Regions from separate parts of the Triticum aestivum genome. Here region 2 is linked to region 1. A link is a contact called in public Hi-C data. All regions are on one chromosome and are shown on one strand. The core of a region is the stretch at or near the end of the contact, and the rest is flanking DNA. Distances in the headings are between cores, read along the strand shown.

Evidence for each region. Hi-C and Micro-C count contacts between places; a contact is called where the count stands out from the background.
Region 2: a contact with region 1 is called in a Hi-C map of leaf, with 8 times the contacts expected there. The contact joins the enhancer-like site here to the promoter of LOC123063416 in region 1. A contact is called at or near these places in 4 of 5 Hi-C or Micro-C datasets (leaf and an unstated tissue).

What each region holds. Positions count from the first base shown.
Region 1 is chr3A:712,719,407-712,723,073 of IWGSC CS RefSeq v2.1, forward strand. LOC123063416 (cytokinin dehydrogenase 4) reads right to left here and starts at 2,054. Exons shown (of 5, transcript XM_044487183.1): 1 at 1,201-2,054; 2 at 943-1,070; 3 at 598-858; 4 at 216-478; 5 at 1-99. The coding sequence starts at 1,807. It also overlaps the pseudogene LOC123057226.
Region 2 is chr3A:712,856,428-712,860,094 of IWGSC CS RefSeq v2.1, forward strand. No RefSeq gene overlaps it. Among protein-coding and RNA genes, the nearest start is that of LOC123057227, 20 kb to the right of the region's middle. Within about 2 kb of position 1,589, at least 2 of the 8 cell types and tissues checked have an H3K27ac peak or open chromatin away from gene starts, as enhancers often do.

The DNA of each region.
Region 1 (3,667 bases), core at 804-3,303:
ACGCTGCCGTGGCCTGAGGCGGACGGTGCCGACGACAGGAACCCCACCAGGTAGAAGATTTCTTCTTCCGGTATCACCACTGACGTCCTGTTGTCCCACCTGCGCCCCACAATGTGTCAATTTAACCACTTGATCCGTTACCATCAAACCTACGTACAACCAGAGGACAGAGGTGGTAAAAAAAATTAGGTTTCTGATGGAACTGCTTTGCTTACTTTGATCTGTTTACTGGGTAGAGGAGTATGGGGCCATTGTTGCTGTCTTTCAGGATCTTGCCGAAGACCTCCCGCGCGAACCGGTGGATGGTGCTTCTCGGGATGAGGAGGTTGAGCCATGGGTGTGGAACCTCCCAGAGGCCCTGGGCCCTGAGCTTGAGCTCGGAGGAGTGCACCCTGTCCAGGAACTCGAGGTACGTGACGTCGGTGTGGAAGAGGGTTGACTGTATGTATCTCAGCCGAGACAGCAGCACACCAACCTCCTGCAAAGACAAAGACAAAGATTAGACTAATTGAAAACCACACACAACCTGGGCGGGCCAAAGGCGTCAACATCTGCATTTGTATGTACATGGGGCGAGAAAATGATTAATCAACTCACCTGTTCCATGATGTCAGCCTCATCAGGGTCGAAGTTCTTGGTCATCTCAAGGCAGTAGAGCACCTTCCCGTCCGACTGGAAGTGGCTCGCCTGCACCGGGTCCTGCGGCTTGAACGACGTCCTCCAGTTGTTGAGGATGCCCGTCCGGTTGATGATCACGAACCCTTCGATGTAGTCGAAGGTCTCCTCCGCCGAGATGAGCGCCTCCTGGTCCTCGGTGAAGCTCGCGAAGTCCGAGTAGAGGACCCGGATCCACCTCACCTGCAATCGTATCCAAGAGATCAGTCCAACTGAATGAAATGTGACAAATGATTGATTTGCTCGTGTGATCATGTATTCACGTACCATCTTTGGTGCAGGTTCGAGGGCGATCCTGGCTCTGGTGATGATCCCGAACTGGCCCAGGCCGCCGAGAGCGCCGTAGAAGAGGTCGGAGTTCTCCTCGGGCGAGCAGGTGACGACATCTCCTCTCCCTGCATTTGGTGTTCATGGGACGATGGATCAGGTACAGATGTAGTTACTGATTAATTTGTTGCTGACTACTCCTAGTTAATGATGATGCCTGGTGCTTAATTAATTTGTGTGGCTGGGTTTGTATGAGACCTGTCACAATCTCCAGCTGGTTGACATTGCTGACCTGCGGTCCTTGCCGGAACGCCTGGCCGCTGACCCCGGCATTCGACAAGGTGCCGCCGACAGTCAAATGGAGGTAGTCGGTCCACGACTTGGGCGCCAGCCCGTGCTTGAGCGTCTCATGCAGCACGTTGATCCAGAGCGCGCCTCCGGGGGCGTCGACATAGGCAGGCACCCCGGCGCCTCCGCTCTGCACCACCCGCATCATGGCGCTGCCCCCGAGTGACTCCATCCGGACGACGATCCCGCCGGCGGCCTGGGACTGGCCCAGCAGCGAGTGCCCGTGTCCGCGCGCAGCGACGGTGAGCGGCGAGCGCTCGCCCAGCTGGAACACGCGGCGCACGGCGGCGGCGACGTCGGCCACGGAGCCCGGGTGCAGCACGGCGGCCGGCAGCAGGCTGCAGCGGTTGCCGAAGTCCCGGGCCGCGGTGGCCAGGTCGTGGAAGCTGAGGTGGCCGTCGAGCCGCAGCGGGCCCAGCGGCGCGAGCACGCCCTCGTCCGGCACGTGCATGGTCACCCCGCCCAGGGCGAGCAGCAGCAGCAGCTTGAGGCAGCACACCACCGACACCCTCACCATGGCTGCCTCCCCGGACTAACTTTATATATACCTCAGGAAAGCTGCGCGGCCAACCCCGATTAGCTAGCCCTCCCCAAGTGTCCACGCAGTTCGGCAGGTTGGTGGACGGCAAGCCGGCGCCGGCGGAGGAAACTTGCAAGGGAGAACAACCAACCTGCCTATAGTTACCGGCGCGCGAGTGAGTTCTTGGCTTGCTGGAGGGTGCAACAGGAGCGGCGGAGAGAGACAAGGGGGAGAGTGAAGGGCGTCGTGGGGATGGATGGAGGGAGGAGTGGGAGGGAGGGGCAGATTTAAAGGGCGCGCGCGGGCGGGCCGGCTGGGTGGCGACGCCGACGCAGCCGCAGCAGCAGCAGCAGCAGGGGGGGACGTGAGTGGCGCGGTCAACCAATCGCGGCCACTGCTGGGTCGTAGAAGTAGAACCCGTAGGAAGACCGACTGCTTGGTTTCCCTGTTGCTTTTGCTTGCACATTCTGGACGGAGACATGCCGTAGTGGCGCAAATGTTTCTTTTTACAGCCCGGTCTCCGCCGTCTCGTCCATCTGAAGCATGTATGCATGGGCGGGGTGCCATGTGTCTGCCTCTGCCGGCCGTTAAACGTACCCCAGTGGAAGAGACACGACTCCAATATCTGAGTATCAGAGAACCTGTCAGCCGATCGAGCACCGGATCGATTCCGCATGGAGCGCCAGCCGCGGCAAAGATCATATATTCTCCATGGATCATGCAGGTGTGTTCCTCCCAGTGGCACCAGGCTCCGGCAGAGCGAAGCGCTGTCGTGCCCTGCCGGCCGGATTTGTAAATTCCCGTGGCGACGCGACACCGGCGGGTCGACGGACGGATCTTCTCCGAACCTGCTGCTGCCGTTGCGCTCGCAGTCGCAGGGTTCACATGGCGCGCATGAGGCTGTCCGCGCCCAGCCCGCAGCGACGCCTACATGCTTTGTGCCATGTTCACATGCTCTTCACCATCGCCAGACAGTCAGGATACGCTCTCGTCAATATTTTTTTTTACTTTAAAAACGTATGGGCTTGGATCATCACACCTGGTAAATAACGACTAGTTGTTTCTCTTCTCTTCCGGAGACTGACTGACCGACCAGAGCAGCTGCTGTCAAATGATTTGCAGTTATAATTATTGGAGGATGAATGGCTTGACCACTTGGCTGGCGCGCATTCTCACCCACTCTTGTTTTTCCCTCCCCGGTTAACCGCGTGCGCGTACGTAGCAATCATGCACGCAGGCGCAGGTGGGAGAGGAGAGGTCGGAGGAGGCGTGGGGGCCGTGACCAGTTAGTTTCTCGTATCCAACAGCATCCCCCTGACGGCGACGTGTACAGGTACGTACACGATACAGGCAACCACCCTTTGTGGTACGACTTGGACCGTCGCGTGCCCTCTCACGTGCGTACGTGGGTTCCTGGCCACGTACGACGCACGTACGCATGCGCTGCGTGGAGTCCGGGGTAACAAAATAGGAGTAGAAAAAGAAAGAGGCTGCGATCGATGTGAAACCGACCGACACCGACACGACGCGATGGACGGGCACTGGCCGACGGGGTGCGTGCGGACAAGTGGTTCGGTCGAACTCGACCCAGAGGGAGGCCAAAAGGGAGCCGGATCCCCTGACGTACGGCCCCCTGCCGTTGGGCCGCTGACGGGTGGGTCCGGGCCCACACGTCAGTGTGTGGGTACGAGCCGCGTCCGGCCAAAAGAAAGCAAAGCAGGGGGCGCGGGTCCTGGTCAGGGCGGAGACCGCTTTGACCGTTGTGTCGAGTCCATCGCCCCGGGCGGCTGCGTATGTGGCTGGCTGGTTGGCAGGCTCCATAAAGGGAGATTCCTTCCACCCTTCGCGCACGTCTCT
Region 2 (3,667 bases), core at 339-2,838, 140 kb after region 1:
CATCACCAAATCACCCAGTGGTTTGAGGAGAAAGAGAGTGGCATGTAGATAGGGGATTTCTCAAGAGAGCATGAGCGCCTCCGGAAGGTGTCGGCAAGGATCATCAATGGGGAGGTTGTCAGGACGGGAAGTTCCACTTCAAGCCAGAGCTACACGACGGACGACAACCCCAACTACAAAGCCGAACAATCGAAGGACGTGGATGACTTGTTCTCGCCGATTACCAACGTACCAAGTTGTTATATAGACTCCTTTAAAAAACTTGTCAAAATATTAATTGTGTGATAAGACATGTTTGTTGCCCTGCATTTCTTACTCTGTTTGCTGCACTAATGCTCTTAATTATTGTGACCACATTGTAATGTGTTGTATGCGTGTGGATGAATGTTTGAATGTTGAGACAATATTTTATATATGTAATGCACGTGTTAATCATGTGCAAAATGTTGCAATCACGTGATTAAAACGCTAACAGCGTTTCTCCTATAGGGTTGGATTGCTACCAACGGCAGGTGTCAAAAAGGGCTAGCCAGTGCTACCCCACACGACTGTGGTGGGTGTAGACGGAGGCCCGACATTGCTATTCCCGTCGATTGAATCTAAAGGATCTACTGCTGGATAAATACCCTTGAAAGCTAATCCTCTGGAAAGTATGATAGTAGCATCCAAATGTGCAAATGTTGTGGCAGGGGTAGGGTCGATCAAATCGTCTGCGGGTACATAAACTGCTTGAATCGAAGTTATACATCCCTTCTTAGTAGAAGCAAGGCTGGCACTAAGCACAACCCGCCACTGAAAATGTTCTACTAGTGGTGGGCGACCCGGTCGCCACTGTTGACATGTTAGCAGCGGCGGGCGCTCCTGATAGCCTCGCCCGTCAATGGTGGACTTTTTGTGCCCGTTACTACTGGGTCTTCCTGTGGTAGTGCAACCTCGCATGGTTCATGCTCAATTTGCAACGTGTCGATGGGTCAGCTGGGTATGATGTGGGGTGGTTAGTTAGCGAGAGCTAGAACGTGATTGAGTCGGGCTGGGAGCCCTACCACGCGTACGTTTGAGGTCTTTTGGATTGTTATGGTTAAATTAGGTTATGTTTTGGATTTGCACAGGGGTACTATTCAAATCATTGGATTTGCACAGAGGAGGACTTTAACAAAAACATATTTCTACATAGAAAAAACTTTCTGTACACACACAAATACATATATAACACGTTCAGGGAAAATTTCATGACAATATATTTTCTTTGCGGAATATGACAATATACTTTCATATGTGGCGTACACAAAAAAAGAAATGCGTACATGTAAATGGGCTTTTTTTTGGTTGCTGGTCCAGAATTTGTTTTCTTTATGCAGCTTGCAAATCATAATATTTTTGAACGAAATTTTACAGACCCGTCATTTATTATGTAGAAGTTTTCACAGAAGTTATTTGATTTTCTAAACTTGAAAATAGTATCATTTTTTAATCATTTGAAATAAAATCCCCCAATGTCACTCTCGGCCTCTAGTTGCTACCTTCTCTCTCCTACTGCCCGGCGGCCAGGCATGTCCCCGGCCGGTCCACTGCACGAGAGGACCAAGTTCGGGCTAGTTCGGTCCAAAGTGCGGAGCGCTGGACCCAATCTGGCTGTAGATATATCCTCCTGCTTGCTGCTCAAGTGGTCGCGGCGTCCGTTCGCGCTTCAGGCCCAGGACAGCAAGGCTGCTCTGTCGGTCCACTTCCGGGCAGCCCAGTGCAGCAGCAGCAGCAGCAGTCGATTTTGCAGTTAACGACTGCTGCACAGCAGTATGTCAGTACTCAGTGCTCAGTAGAAGCTTCAGCATGTTATGGAATATGTGGTGATAAACAGCATCTCCAGTTGGACTGGATTATTTTGATGTCTAATATGTTTGTTCAAATCCATACAAAGCAGGGACGTTTCCTGAAATTTGTTGCCCCGAGGCGACAATCAAAATAGGACGCGAAAACTTCATATAGCAGAAGAACTAATAACATAACTAATGCACAGTCTGACTTCATCATGTAACTTTAAGTCCATCTATTCTGATTCCGGAAGATATGATGAAGATCAAGAAATAAACTTTCCCGTTTTCATAAACAAAAGAAATTTAATGCTTTATTATTCAAATAGGAAATTGGAAAATCTACACAAAAACAAAATCAATGAGCGCCGCGTAGCACAGCACTTACATGGTGATTTTATAATGCTCCCCAAAGAGAAATCAAGTAATACTAATGACTTTGCCCTAAACCTAGCCCCGTTCGGCCATTCCCATCAAATCAAATGAGAACATATGAATCCATTAGCTAGCAGTGGAGCAATCGGGGTGAGGGCACACGTGGTCGGCTCGTGGTGGGTGATCGGCAGAAGTGGTCAACCATGAAGACGATCAGATGTCGTAGTTTCACGTGCGATTGGGCAATTGACGGATGGGGAATTGATGTTAGGGTCTTGTTAACGATCAATGGAATAGAGAAGCCGAGCAAGGCAGAAAAAATTGATCGGTTGACTTAAAGCAGTCAATAGAGGCCGAAATTTTGGGGCCTTGTGCGGTCACCCAACTCGGACCCGCCATCGACGAGCCTACTTACAAACATTTACACCTAGGTCATAATAGTTTCGTAGATATGATAGATATAAACATAGCACAACCAAATGTGACATTGCATATACTACATACTAAACATACAAAAATACTACAAAAAAAACTAAAAACTACCCTTGCTCCCTGTCGAAGCAAAACTAGATGCCCCCCTAGAATATGATTTCAAGTTCATGCACTTTTTAAAATCCATAAATATATTTTTAAGATTAATTATTTTTTCAAAATTCATGGACACTTATGAAATTTCAAATTCACAAGAATTTTTAAAACACCCAGAGTATTTTTCGATTTCACCAACGTTTCCAAACAAAAGAAGGTAAAACCCGATACATGCTTTCTCCATCCAACAACAGTGGAACGAGAGAAAAAAAACACCCGAATCGACCAGGGAACAGCATGTGAGCTCACAATGAGGTCTAGCTTTTTTTTTGCGTAACACAATGAGGTCTAGCTAGCAGGAGACTGATGGATCACGGCCGCTGTACGATTCGGTGCTTAAGGCAATGAATATGACTGTGTTTTCTATTTGACGCTCGTTGCGTCTAGGCAGGCAAACGCACAAGGCAGCAGCATGTAGCGAGTGATTTGAGCTGCTGGAAAAACAGATTTTGGGAACCTTCTCCATAGTTTTGGTTTTGCTTTCTTGTTAATCGTTTATAGGTTTTTTCGAAAAAAAATCTATTTTTTGTGAATGTAGAATTTCATTTGAATTTTCATAAAACATTCAATTTTCTCAAATATGTTTAAAAAATCAAAAAATTATTAAAATTTTAGAAAATATGCGGCTTTCCAAAAAAGTTCAAATATTTTAAAAAGTTTTCATTCCAATACAATGTTCACGTTCCAAAAAAACTTTCCATTTTTAAAAAAGGTTCTAAGATTTTCAATAAATTTTTCCACTTTTGCAAGTATTTTTTCTATATTTTTCTGAAAGCTGAACGAAACACAAACTAGAAAAAAATTGGCGGCACAGTAGCTTGCTACAGGTTCTTAGTGGGCCGGCCCATTGGGAGGGTGCCCTGTCCGTGACACAAGAAGCGTCAAAAGGGGAGCTC